Regions from separate parts of the Ovis aries genome. Here region 1 is linked to region 2. A link is a contact called in public Hi-C data. All regions are on one chromosome and are shown on one strand. Each heading gives the region's core, a stretch centred on a gene start, on an enhancer-like site or on the middle of the called end of the contact. The rest is flanking DNA. Distances are from core to core; before and after follow the strand shown.

The links. Hi-C and Micro-C count contacts between places; a contact is called where the count stands out from the background.
Region 1: a Hi-C map of tail adipose tissue shows a contact between it and region 2, with 2.4 times the contacts expected there. The contact joins the promoter of SLK here to the enhancer-like site in region 2. A contact is called at or near these places in 4 of 16 Hi-C or Micro-C datasets (blood, retroperitoneal adipose tissue and tail adipose tissue).

The regions. Positions count from the first base shown.
Region 1 is chr22:24,216,255-24,223,497 of ARS-UI_Ramb_v3.0, forward strand. SLK (STE20 like kinase) reads left to right here and starts at 2,905. Exons shown (of 18, transcript XM_004020169.5): 1 at 2,905-3,635. The coding sequence starts at 3,486. LOC132658460 (a long non-coding RNA gene) reads right to left here and starts at 2,787. Exons shown (of 2, transcript XR_009598133.1): 1 at 2,314-2,787; 2 at 1-2,169.
Region 2 is chr22:24,147,119-24,154,179 of ARS-UI_Ramb_v3.0, forward strand. It overlaps STN1 (STN1 subunit of CST complex), which reads right to left. Exons shown (of 8, transcript XM_060405175.1): 5 at 6,765-6,888; 6 at 5,307-5,478. Among named protein-coding and RNA genes, the nearest start is that of STN1, 22 kb to the right of the region's middle. Within about 2 kb of position 3,268, at least 23 of the 54 cell types and tissues checked have an H3K27ac peak or open chromatin away from gene starts, as enhancers often do. A contact at or near this core is called in tail adipose tissue, where this site is marked.

The DNA of each region.
Region 1 (7,243 bases), core at 1,655-4,154, 69 kb after region 2:
TTTCACCAAAGTATGTTAGTGAGATTCTTGATCATCTCATTTATACAATAATGACAATGTCATCTGATATTATTCATTGATATGATGAAACAATTTATAAAATATGAGGTAAAAGTGGCCAGTATACATTTGCAAAGGTTACATCACCAAGAATCAGAGAAATGTCAATAAGAGATAATTTTGGACTACCTTGGCAAAGCTTAAAAAGATGGATTGGTGCCATTGAGAGTCTGGTGGAACTGACATTCTCATACATGGATTGTTAGTAGGAACAGAGAGCAGCACTCTACAATCTTTCTGGAGGCCAATTTGGCAACAGGTAAAAGCACTTTAAATTATGTTCTTTGAGTCAGCAGTTCCACTTCTTGAACATTATCTTAAAGAAATATAATCAGACAAATACACAAAGATGCTTGTATATGCATGCTCACTGCAGCGTTGTTTATAATGACAAAAAACTGGAAACCACCTAAATGCCTGCCAGTGGAGAAATGCTTCAATAAATGATGGTAGAGCTATATATACTGGGACTCTATGTCCCTATTAAAAAGGATTAGATATATCTGTTCGTGCTGGCATAGAAAGATGTCCATGATCCATATCAGATGTCATTTTATATTAAAAATCATATGCACAGAAAATAATTTGGTCATACTTTTTTGGTCATATATCTATAACTTTTTAAAAGTGGTTTTGTTTTGGTATAATTCCTTTCTCCAGGGGACCTTCCCAACCCAGGGATCAAACTTAGTTCTCCTGGATTGTAGGCAGATTCTTTACCATCTGAACCACCAGGGAACCCCCAAATTCATCCACTGTAAGTCTACAATCCAAGGATTCTTGGTAAATGCCTGTAGTTTTGCAATCATTACCACAATCCAGTTTTAGAACCTTTTTATTACCACTCAAAGTTCCCTCCTGCTCATAAGGTTTTAACTCTTTACATGGTTAGGTTGGGGGTGAAGTTGGGTAGGGTGAAAGCAAGAGGGAGAATTATAGACAGCTTTAGTTTATCATTTCTGCATCATTTGAATTGTTTTACAAGACTATGCTATCTTTTAATTGAGAAAATGGTAAAGGTTTTTCTATTTTTAAAAGAACAAATAAAGGAAAGATATATCCTTGGACCCAAATCTACTTCTTATAATTTATCCTAAGGAAATAATCAAATATGTGGAAAAGAATCTGTGAACAAAGATATTCATTACTGTTTTATCTGAAACAGAGAAAAGTTATTATGTAATCTATTAAATATCTCATGATGGGAGAAAACATTAATCACTGAAATATGAAGAGCACAAGTTTCAAATCTTTATAGGCAGTATAATATTATCCATGTAAAAAAATTTAATGTACGGCCAGAAAGTTCTGTTTGGAAATATGATGAAGTCTTGCCAATGGTTATCTCTAAATGGTAGAAGTATAACATTTTTTATTTTCTTGTGTATTTCTTCAATTGCCACAATGAGCACATATTATCTTTTCATGTAAGCCACCTACATAAATGATAGCAATTGAAAATAGATTAATTACGGCATTGTTTTCACAGGTGTTTATGCTTGTCAAAACACAAAAGTATATAGTTAAATTTTATTTATTCCTTATAACGACTTATTTTTTAGTTTTAATTTTTATTAAAATATAGTTGATTTACAATGTTATTTTCAGGTGTACAGTGAAGTGATTCAGGTATACGTATATATATTATATATACATGTTCGTTTTTATTCTTTTCCATTATAGGTGATAAGGCTATCAAAAAATACAGAGTCTTGAGAAACAAAATCACCATATCCCTCTTACTAGAAGCCGGGTTTTGTTATGTCACTTTGGGATTGGAAGGCAAAATGATTTGGTAGGGTTACACAGCAATATGTCTTCTGCTCCAGATCACGTACGTTCATTCATTCATTCACTCAAGAGATGGGCTTACCTATCATATGCCAGGAATGTTGGTACAGTAGCTGGATATCGTGATGACTCATCAGCGACCGTCTTGAAAGAGCTCTCTTTCGAGGATGGGAAGGCACCATCTGACAGAGCCTAGCCAGCGCCCACAGTAGGTGGCCTTCCACTAGTGCTGTAGAAGGGGGTAGGAGGCAGGTCAGGAAGTGCAGGCCTTAGCTAGCGGTTCAGATGGAGCCATGAAGGGCGACACCAGGATGACGGCTATGGAAGTGGCCAGAAGAAGACAGATTACCCTCAAAAGAAAGCCCTAGGCATCACTTAAGAAGTGGGCTTAACTTTTACATATTTATGTCTATTTTACTTGCACATTTTTAACAACAGCAGGAATTGAAATTGAGCATTTACCAGCGCAGGCACAGAGCATAGGGATTTTTCCCATTGCCTTTAGTCCTCGCCACAATCCCCAGATCAGGACTTCAAGGACCTTGACTTCATCATGAAGAAACTGAGGCTCGGAGAGGTTACCCGCCCAACGTCAGAGAGCTGATAAATTCTGGATCCAAAGCAAACAGCCATCGCATATTCTTCCCTCCCACTCTATTCTGGGGCTCGTTTGAGAGAGAAAAAGTCCAGATCGGGGCAGCCCAGCTTTCACTCTTTTCACAGATTTTCCCAGATCCAGAATGGAGGCAACATCCGCTAGCACAACTAAGAGGGTCGTGCGCAAAGGGCAACTCCGCCAAAGCCGTGGACTGACAAGGATTTGGGGCTTGGAGGGCAAACCCCGAGGAACCATCAACCCGCTACCCGTTCTATAATCCACATCGCACCGGGAGCAGGGCGCCCGCAAGCCTCTTGGGCAGCCAGCTTGCGGGACTCAACGCGCGTGCGCGGGGCCAGAGGTGCCACCCCCGCGCGAGCGCGCGGAGAGCCGAGCGCGCGGCCGGGGGAGCTGGCGGGCGCGCTGCGGCGTCGGCGTCGGCGCGCGCTCCAGGCAGAGGCTGCGTGGGCTCGGGAGGGAGCGAGGCGGCGGCGGCTGCGCCCCAGAGCCCAGGGGACGCGCGGGCCTCGAGCCGCGGGAGCGGACTGCTGCAGAGGAGACCCGGGGTTTCCGGCCCGGGGCGGGAGAGCTCGGCCAGCCGACTGCTCGCCTCAGAGCCGCCAGCTGCGTCCCTAGCCCGGAGTAGCCGCCGCCCCTGGAGACTCGCTTTGACAAGGGCCTAACCGCCGCGGCCGCTGGCGTCCGGACCGCTCGGACCCGTCGGGCCGGGCCGGGTGGGGACGAGCGTCGGGGCAGGTGCCGCCCCACGAGGGCCGGCCGGGGGCCAGGCGTTTAAGCCGTGCAGCTCGCGGGCCGGGCTCGGCGGAGGGGCCGCCCGCGCAGCGCCCCCACCCCGTGGGCCGGAGGGGGAGTCGCGCCCCGCCTTCCCCCGGGACCGCCTGGCCGGAGCGGCGGGAGCCCGAACTGCCCGCGCCCGCCGCCGCCCGCCGGGCTCGCGCGGGAGACGAGGGAGGAGAAACTTTGCCTCTTATTGTTTTTGATCCTTAAGTGTGAGGAACTCTGTTGGGGAGGAAAAATGTCCTTCTTCAATTTCCGTAAGATCTTCAAGTTGGGGAGCGATAAGAAGAAGAAGCAGTACGAACATGTGAAGAGGGACCTGAACCCGGAGGAGTTTTGGGAAATTATAGGAGAATTGGGCGACGGAGCCTTTGGCAAAGTGTACAAGGTAAGAGGGAGAAAAGGGAAGTTACACTTGAGAGATCAAACAGCCAGCGGCCGGGAGTGGCACGAGGATTTCTTGCTCTCGCGTCCCGTTCCTGTCTTTGGGACCTTCTTTTGACTTCGTAAACGTACGTTGAAACTTTATTTAGGTTACCATCCGAGGAGTAGCTAAGACGTAGGGTTTAAGGTTGAACCAAATAGGGCCTGGATGTAGTTTAAAGAATGGTTGCCAAAGGGAGACAAGAGATGCAGTCTACTCTGTTCATCGTTAAAGGAAATGAGGGTGTTCTTTCATTAAAAGGAGGGGTCTGGTTTGGCCCTGAAATGTTTTCATATCAGAAACTCATATTTTAAAGTGGATTTCTATTTTTCTGTTAAGCTGTTTGCATTCATTTAAAGTGGATTTCTATTTTTCTTTAAAGCTGTTTGCATTCATATATATGCTTATACTAAAATAGTTTCCTTTTGGGGTCCAGGGTATGTATTTGGTTGTATGTATAGGTTATGCATAACCAGTCTCTTGGGATGAGAGCAAAGCCATTGCTACTTGCAGACTATTCTTGAGTTGGTTGATAGAAAATTTCCAGAAGGAAACCTGCATCTGATACTAGTTTCTAAATATAATAAGCATTGACTAGAAATCCATTCCAGGGCCTAAGAAATGAAAAAACACATACCCCCCGATATATATACACAAATATTTTTTATACCCAGATATTCGTTTCAGTAGAAGGAAGTTTGCTGTTTCAGTCTGAGGGCATTTGTGTTAAATGTTTACTATCCTGTAAGGAGTATATGAATGATGTCATTGGAATATTTTCATCCGAAGGGTGAGGTTTTCATGAGACAGTTTTTAAGGGGAAGGACCCACAGGGTTGCCTAGATGTGAAATATAAATAACTTATGTTTAGCTTACTCGTAATTTGGCCCCCACAAAAGTCCTGGGAGACATGCAGGTCACTAGTATCTCCATTTCATAGATGAGGATGCTGAGACACAGAAATTGTTCACATTCACACCAGTCACGGCCTAGATTTGAACTCAACCCTTCTGACCCTGTGTTTATGATTACTGCTTTTTTTTTTTTTTTTTTTTTTTTAGCTTAAACCTCTGGTGGTAGAAGTGATAGCATTTTTCCTTCTTTCTAAGCACCATCCCACCCTGCCTTTGCACTGGCTCTGACACATCTCAAAGCCCGCCTGCTTAGTCTGAAATATCTTCTCTTTTCTGTGTGCTTTCAAAACACATTGTTCATATTGCTCCTATGGCACCTGACACATGTTAATGTGTTTATGTTATTATGATAAGACCAGGGGCCCAATTATGGTATACATTCGGGTTACTTCTATTGCCTTAGCACATAGTGCATTTCTCTTTATATTTGTTGAAGTGAAAGAATGTGTGTTACCTGCTTGTGAGTGCTGTTGATGCTCTTGTGTGCTGTGAAAGTTGACAGAGTAAACTTCAGTACCTATTGTGGAGGGTATGGATTTCAACAGGAGCTTTCAGTATAGATGTGTGGTAGACGGGCTTTTAGTGCAATGGGAAGATGCTTCTGGGAGTTAAGAATTGTGTTTTATTGCTGATTGTCACAGACGAGCTTTGAGGTCTTAGACAGGACACTTAATGTCTCTGGACCTCCTTTTTCCTACCTGGAAAATCATCGATTTCCCTAAATGTTTAGATTCCTTTACTCATTAATGTTGTGTCAATATACAGCTATCTAGGAAAGGCGTAATAGATCCTCAAGGCATCTGGGATCTGGAAGTTAGAAGGCAGTAGGTGATTATGGGCAGTTTTCATGGTATGAATGTTTTATTGAATAGAAACAGTGTAGCATTAAGATACTGGCTCTGGAGTTGGACTGTATCTTGGCTCCCTCAATAGCAACCTCTTGCGTTGGGTAAGTTACTTAATCATTCCATGTCTCGTTTTTCTCATCAGTAAAACCTACTCCTCAGTATGTGAGAATTAAAGGAAATAATAAATGTAAGGCACGAAAAAGGGCTCAGGAAATGGCAGAAAATTACTGTCGTTCTATTTAGAGCTTGAAAACGAAATATGGGATGGGGCAGGAAAAGGGACCTAGGAAAATAGTAAAACCATTTTCTGGCCCAGGCAGATTGTGTTGACATGCTAATACTCTGTGATTTAATTCTTTCATGACATTGCAAAGTGAATATGTCTTCCTATTGTGAGATACCTATTGAAAATTTTCTGAAAAATAAAAGCCTTACTCCATGTGGTTTAACACTGTAAGACTGTGTCAAGGATAATTTTTGTGGGCTTGGTATGTATTTTAGTGTGATATTTGAAGAATGGGAGTTCTTTGCATCTTCTCTTTTTGTCTCACTATTTTATGCTTCCAAGGAGTAAGCTGTGAACTTTTTAAAACAGAAAATTTAAAATTTAAACTTATCTCACCTGTTATGTCTTTTTCCTAACCTCTTTTCCTGTCCAAGATTCCCTAGAAAATTTAAATTTATAAACTTCCTTCCGTGTAGGAGGAAAAGCAATCAAACCGTACAATAGTATGTATAGTGTGCAATAGAAAGCTGTTTCTGAAGTTGATTCCAACTATCATATGCTTATAACTGTTTACAAAGGTTAATTTCTAAATAGGCAATTGTCTTGTATATGTAGTTTCTTTGAAACATTTTTTTCATCATGTAGTTGTATTCTTTCCACTTAGTCCTGCACCACATAGCTCTGTGACAGTTACTTTCTTGCTTGAAAGAGCTTCCTGATTTTAAATTTATTTTCTCTTTTTTTAATAGTATTATTTGACATATAAGTGAAGATATGTAATATCCCTCACTTTTTTTTTATGTTTGGATTTCTGTTGCTTTTAACAGAAAAAAAGGAATGCCATACTTGTTGAATTGAAGCTGGGTTACTGACTTGCGCTGGATGAAAAGTGATTCATTTTATGACCCTGATGGGCATGCGCCTTTTTAAAAAATAGTGAAACATATAATCATTAGATTGAAAAGTACAACACATAGATGTACATTGAGCAAAGAGTAATAAAGTGAACTCAATATTAACAACATCAGAGTAAACGAATTCTGCCAGTATTCTAGAATCCTTTTCACCTCCTTTCTGAATTGATTCTGCTCTCCCACTAAAGGAAACCACTATCCTGCCTGTAAGTTAGTCATTTCTTCGTTTTCCTCATAGTTTACTATCCAGCAGTGTATAACCAAGCATCATACCTTTAGTTTCGTGTGTACCGAGTGTACTTTGTGTCTTACCTCTTTCAGAATCAGCTTTAGGTTTGTGAGATTTGTCTTTGTTATCACTAGAGTTGCAGTTAATTTTAATTGTTCCATAGAATTCCAATATATGATTACATCACCAGTTATTTACCGTTGTCCTGTTGGATATATCAGTTGTTTTCAGTTTTGGGCTTTTATACTGGTGTATGTATGCATGAATTTCACTAAGACTTAACTTAGAAGTAGAATTGCTAGGCTATAGGGTAGTGTATCTTTAATTTTACTAGACTATACCAGTTTACACTCCCACCAGCATCCTATGAGAATTGTCCTGACTCTGCATTCTCTCCACCATTTGATATTGTTGGAATTTTTAAGTTTTGACAGTCTGATG
Region 2 (7,061 bases), core at 2,018-4,517:
AATCAAGATGAAAATCTTTTTTTATACAGAACAAAAGATTCTATACACATTGGCTCACTTCTTTGATTAAAACTGTTTTATCAATTTTAATATGGCCAATATTAAATTTTATAACAACTTATTTACAATATTAAAATTTGTAAATAATCCAATTTACATATGGCCACAATTTTAATTTAAAAAGTGAGTCAATATGTATAGAATCTATGGTTCTGCATAAAAAAATGAAAGATTTTCATATATACATATGTGTATATATATTATATAGATATAAGGGAAATCAACCCTGAATATTCATTGGAAGGACTGATGCTGAAGATGAAGTTCCAATACTTTGGCCAACTTATACAAACAGCCGACTCATTGGAAAAGACCCTGATGCTGGCAAAGATAGAGGGCAAGAGTAGAAGGGGACGACAGAGGGTGTGATGGCTGGATGGCATCACGGACTCAATAGACAGGAGTCTGAACAAACTCCAGGAGACGGTTAAGGACAGGGAAGCCTGGTGTGCTGCAGTTCACGGGGTCGCAAAGAGATGGACACAACTTAGTGAATGAACAACAATAATGCCACTTCTTCCTAAGGACATCAAAGAATTTAATACACGTTGAAATAGGTTAGGGATTCCAACACATAGAGAGTATTAAATAGACTCCTTATTTCAAATAGAGGATAGTGAAGGCAAACAGCCGTGCAGAGACCTATCAAAGGGGAGGGGCCATGGGCTGAAGGCAGACAGGGTCCCAGGGGAAGCAAGAGAGGCACGAGGCTAATATTAGGTTGCTCTCTCTTCAACTTCGGTATCCCTTCCCTTCTCTAAGTGTGCCTACAGAGGTTACCAGGTCATCCTACTTCTTATTTCAAGGAAGCCACGTTTTCCACCACATCCCACCATGGTTAATCAGATTGCGGGCTTCTTGAATTGGGGACTCTGTGCTTCATCTCGGCCACCTGCTCCCTGACACACAGTGGGTGACCAAAAAGATGTATGTGCCACCAGTGGAAAGAAATACCCTGTAGAGACAGGAAGTAGCTTTCTAACTATTCCACTAGGGATTTTCAGTTCCTCCCTGAAACAAAGGAAGTGGTGAGTAATACCTGTCCTTCAAGGTACATACCCATTTTTTTTTTTAAGATGTGGCCATTTTTTAAAAGTCTTTATTGAATTTGTTACAATGTTACATTTTTGGCTTTTTGGCCATGAGATATGTGGGATCCTAGCTCCTCGATCAGGGATCAAACCTACACCCGCTACACTGGAAGGCAAAGTCTTAACCACTGGACCACCAGGGAAGCCCCCAGACCCATTTTTAATGTGAGAGAAATCTGTAAACAAAAAAGTTCAGAGAGCCTAAAAAAAGAAAAACATGGCAAAGCGAAGGCAAAGTCCTGCCTCTCTAATGGGACAGCACCCACAGATGCTGAAACAGAAAGTGTACCTCAGATTTTCTATGATGTTCCTTCAAAGTGACAGGTAGAGAAAATGCACCCCAACATGGCCTCCAGTATTGACAATTCCATCCTGAAAGAAACCTTTGCTTCCTAGGAGAGGCCTCCCAGACAACATAGTTTGAATTTAATAGATCTTGGCGACGTTTCAGAAACATGCTCTCCTGGGCTGAAGAGAAGAGTCTAACTTTCTTGATTATATTCAGAGTCGAGGGTTTTTTTCCTCAACAGAACAGGCCTAGGGAACCTCGGCATTAGAACCTGGGTCTGAGAGTTGACAAGCATTTCAGGTAATGACAGCATCCAATTCTCTGAAGGGAGAATAAGGTTGAGAAATACTTGATGACTCCCACAGGCAGAAAAGCTATCTGGGTATGTTTAGAATAAACACCTCATCCAGCCATCCTCGGCCACATGCCTTTTTATTCAGGGGGGAGCTGGGGGAGAGCTTTTTCTAATTTCATACATGAGTGCTCTTACTTAGGAAAAGCAATGATCAACCCAACAAAGGCTCCCCCACCACAACTCTATACAACTACTTTATCTTCATAATTCTAAGGTGATTCATCTTTAATAGAAAGATCCTAAGGGTTGAGTTTATTCTACCTCTTACCAATATAGGAGTAAATTGGAAACTGACTAGAAATGCTTTTACGTGGTTATTCCTGTCATTGAAAATGACTGTTGATTATCCCCAGACCATACAGGAAGCCCGGTTCCTCCTCCCCGAGTTCAGTGAGACGGAGCAGCAGGAAGGGAGGGTGTGAGGCATGGGAGAGTAACAGCAGTTTCAGCTGTGAACCAGAGGGGCCCAGCAGAAAAGGCTCTCTGTAAATATCAACAATGCGTGAAGCTTCCTTTCCAAAAACATTTGCCTCAGCTGACCTTGGGATGTAATTCCCTGCTGGTTGTAAAGACATGGTCCTGAGGATAAAACCCCAGTGGCCCTTGTAGCTAGGAGGTTTCCCTGGCCTGAGAGGTGTATCTGTCTTGTCTTTTCTAAAGAGCAGTGACAGACTCATCCCATTCAGGAAATCGAAACTGCTCAGAAACAAAACCAGTGACTGGCTGAACGGGCTAAGCCTCCGCAGGCCTCTCCTTGTGGCGGGTCAGGAACTGGGTGGATCTCTGAAGTATATATATAGTCTTCATTCCCAAACAAACTCAACATTTATCCAGCTGTCAAAGAAACAATGGTTTTGCAAGTTTGCTTATCATGTTTCTGGATGTGCTAAGATGGGCCACCATGGACAAAAAAAGAAAGGAGGAAAACATTCAAACCCACTCTTCCCACCTTCTCACGTATAACACGATCACAACGATTTTCTGTTGTTGTTAAGCTTTCATCTGTATGACTACAGAAAGTGCCAAAGGATCTAGGGTTTCACCATCATTGTGAAGCGTCTTAGGTCTCCCAGGCTCTAGTGAACAGAATTCAGTGTCACAACACTGACCTCCCCAACCAGAGCCATGTAAGAGAATAATTCATAATTGATGGAAAAAGAGCTTCCAGAGACAAAACAGATATAGCGCCATATTCATTGCTTTTTAAACATACAGCACCGGGCAGGCACGGATTTCTGCTCTGAACATTTACAAAAAGATAATCATGCCAAAAGTCCCCTTTGGAATGTTCTGAATGGAGGGGCTTTCTAGTCCTCAGTTCTCCCTACTGAATTCTCGCAGAAGAGCTGGCTCACAGGAAGAATGTGGTCTTTGCTAAGCTTCAAAGTTTCCTTCTAAACATGCCAAGAGAGTGCTCAGAAGTCCTCGGAGGCCAAGCTGGCACTGAGCCTCTTCTAAATGATTAAGTGGGAGGAAGGTCACTTGTGCTGTCAGTGGACAGCTGGGGAGCTAGCCCTGTGCAGAAGCCACAGCGGTGCAGAACAAAGCGGCCAGCCCTGACCCACCCCACCTCGGTGTTTCCTGAAACGGTATCCCTCACCTCCGTGTATGAAACTGCGGGTCACTGGGCATGCGGCCTGGTGCCAGGAAGAGATAATTAGGTTCACGAACGAAACTGAGAAGCAGTGGTCGCACTCAAGGTGGGGATGGGGACCTGGTATCTGTTCCACCAGAATGCTGTTGTTGTTTAGTCGCTTAGCTGTGTCTGACTCTTTGCGACCCCGTGGACTGCAGCCTGCCAGGCTTCTCTGTCCATGGGATTTCCCAGGCAAGAAGACTGGAGTGGGTTGCCATCTCCTCCTCCAGGAGATCCTCTGGACCCAGGGACTGAACCCACGTCTCCTGCATTGGCAGGCGGATTCTTTACCACTGAGCCACTAGGGAAGCCCTCCGTCGGAATGGTGAAGAATAATCATATTGCCTCGCAAGGGTTACCACGCCAGCCCTGCTGCCAACGACAAAAGACTAGAAAACTCTGAACAGTCCAGGAACGACCAGACCCCTTAAGAAACTACGGTACACATAGTAAAAGATCATTATGGACTGGCAAATATGTTCACATGGTTGGGGAAAGGACCTACAGGACACACACACAATGAAAAGCTACGTAGGTACAGTGTTAAGTAGGATACCATTTGTGTAAAAGAAAGGATACAACTACCTCTAGTTTATGTGTGCAGATTATCGCAGAAGGATATTCATGAGCCTAGCAATGGCACTTGTCTCTAGTGAAAGGGGAGGAGGAGGGAGGATGGGAAAACTAGATACTTTCAGGGACTATTTGAATTTTTATTTTCTATTTTATTTAATTTTTGTTGCTTGTTTCCTTTTATTTTTTGGCTATGCAGCAACGCTTGTGGGATCTTGGCTTCCCAACTAGGGATTGAACCCGGGCACTTGGCAGAAAAAGCTCCGAGTTCTAACCACTGGACTGCCAGGGGATTAACTTCTGAGCTACCTGAATTTTTAAAACCATTCATTCTTTCTATCAACAAATAACTGTGGAGAACATACTTTACACCAGCTCTGTTCCAGGCCCTTTCTAGACAGCAAAGAAAGAGACAAGACAAAGCCTCTGCTCTTAGAGAACTTAAATTCTGGTGGAGGAATAGACAGCCAAACAAATAAATACCAGTGTTATCACGAGATGTGGTAACAGGGTCATAACACGGTGAGGAAGCTGATGACTATTAGAGGAGAAGGTCAGGGAGGGCAAGAAGGTGACATTCAAGCAGAGATCATTCCCGGTGGAACAAACAAATACAAGTCGTGTTACAACAACGAAAAAACTGAGGAACTGTGCTGAAAGGGAAAGCCTAAAAGCAAAGTCTCAGATAATTTTTAATTCCAGGCCAATAAGTAAAGACCAAACAACTTAAGTTCACCCTATAACACTGTGGGTGAAAAAACAGGGATTGCTATTTCTAGGACAAATAAAAAATTATTTGAGTGTTTCTTAAAATTTTTGTTTATAAACCAGACTGAATACAACTTGTTCTTTATTCAAACTCCTAACACAGGACAAGTTAACCTTACTATGGAGAAGAGAGAGCAAGTCATTAAGAACCTTGGTTGAAGTTCAAGAATCATCTTGCTGTTCAAAAAATAATTTTGCAAGAATAATCAGTTCTTCTCATCTATTTCCCCCTTCTTTGGTTCTTGCTGAAATTAAATGTCTATCTCAGTGAATACGAAGTACTATGAACCTTAGACTGTTTTTTTTTTCCTACCCAAAGATTAAGCTTCATGAGATTAAGGAGGGGAAAAGGGCACGTCCATTCTCCTTTCAAATTCTCAGTGGTCAGTGACCTTTCCAGAATAGAATCAACATAACCTCCACACTCTGAGTACACCCTGTGAGTCTTAATGCCACAGTCATGTCTACCCACACTCTCCAACTGCAGATCTGGGGCAGGGGCCTTGATTTCTCACGTGGGCACGCCATACTTACTTGCCCAGAGCAGGCGCTGTGAATCACAGGCTGGTTGGCAAGGGACAGAAGGGACTCCACAGTTTCCAATTCCTGCTGGTAAAAGGTTTGCACTCTGTTCTCCACAAGGAACTCTTTGGCCTTTTCACTCAGCAGACATGTGAGACTGTCAAGGTCCAGGGTGCCAGGATTGCTGCTGGGGGAAAGTTTGAACAAGACTTGCAGAAAACTATTAATATTACGTTTGTTCCTTTTGAACGTGCATGAACCTGAAACGGGATCCCCAAGTGACTCAGTGGTAAAGAATCCACCTGCCAATGCAGGAGATGTGGATTCGATCCCTGGGTTGGGAAGATCCCCTGGAGAAGGAAATGGCAACCCACTCCAGTATTCTTGCCTAGGAAATCCCATGGACAGGGGAGCCTGGCGAGCTACAGTCCAGAGGTTTGCAAAGAGTCGGATGTGACTGAGCGTGCACACACGAATGGCTAGCAAGTGACGTGTCAAAAGGACGTGTGTTTTTCACATAAGGGGCAACGCACGCAGTGAACACTGCATGGTTATTTAAAAGTATGAGGCAGAACTATGGGAACTGATATTTGTGATTTAAGAAAAAAAAAAAATCAAGCTGAAGAACAGTATGTGAAGGACAGTGCCATTTTTGTCAAGAAGCAAATGACAACCCACAACATACGCGGGTGGATACGCATGCTTGTGTGTGCGGAGAACAAACAAGCCTAACAGGATACACGCTGCGACCCTGCACCGTGGTAACCTCTGGGAAATGGCACTGAGGCGGGAGACAGGAAAATGGAGAACTTCCACTGTTTACACAGGTCTCTAGTTTGGGGATTTTTTAAAGTAAGTTTTTGGAATATGTAATCTATAAGTATGTCTATAAGGTTAAAGGATACACGGTAAAGAGTCTCCTTTCCACCCTCCTCCCGGCCCCCATCCACCCACCCCCAGCAGCCACTATGGCTATTTCTGTCTTCTCTGAGTTCTTTGAGGCATAGAGTTACAAACACACATATATTCTGACTCCTCCTGATTATTTGTCCCTCTCTCAAAGAGAATAAACTCCTCTCTGGCTGAGGTATTGTTTCCTTGATCACAGTGAGCCTTGGTGCAGTTTTCTTCAGATTTCTTGGGGTTCATGGACCTTCTTAGATCATCTGTGAGTGTTCAGTTCTTATCAGACTTGGGAAATTTTCATCCGCGAATTTTTCAATTATTTTTTCTCTGCTCCCCCCTCCACTCCTTCAGAGATTCCAATCACACATGTATGTTCCTTCCCAGCACCTCAGAACATCTGCACTGTGACCTCCTTCGTGTTACAGATGAGGACGCGGAGGCATCTGGACAGTGACAGACTTGCCTGGGGCCCCACAGGGAGGGAGTGGCCGGCTCAGGCCCACGCCAGCACCTGGGATCCCACTGGCTGGCTCACACCCACAGCACTTGCAGTCCATGCCTTACCTCAGTGCCTCATCTTCCTGTAGGGCAGGGCTGTGGAAGGGCTGGTCATACACTTTCCTGTAGATGGCAGGCAGCTCCAGCATCCTTGCGATCTGAACGTTGCACACTGGGTCATCCACTTTATCTAACGAGCCATGGAAACAACACTGAGATTAGCTCTTTCCCAAGTCCAGACTGCTGCTTGGGCAACAGTAAATGGGGCCCTGGGTGGGCCTTCTTCCTTACGGATGCCCAGGATCACACGGTCTAGAAGCAAGCACTAAATGGTCTCCGGCCATCCCATGAGAGGGCAGGCGA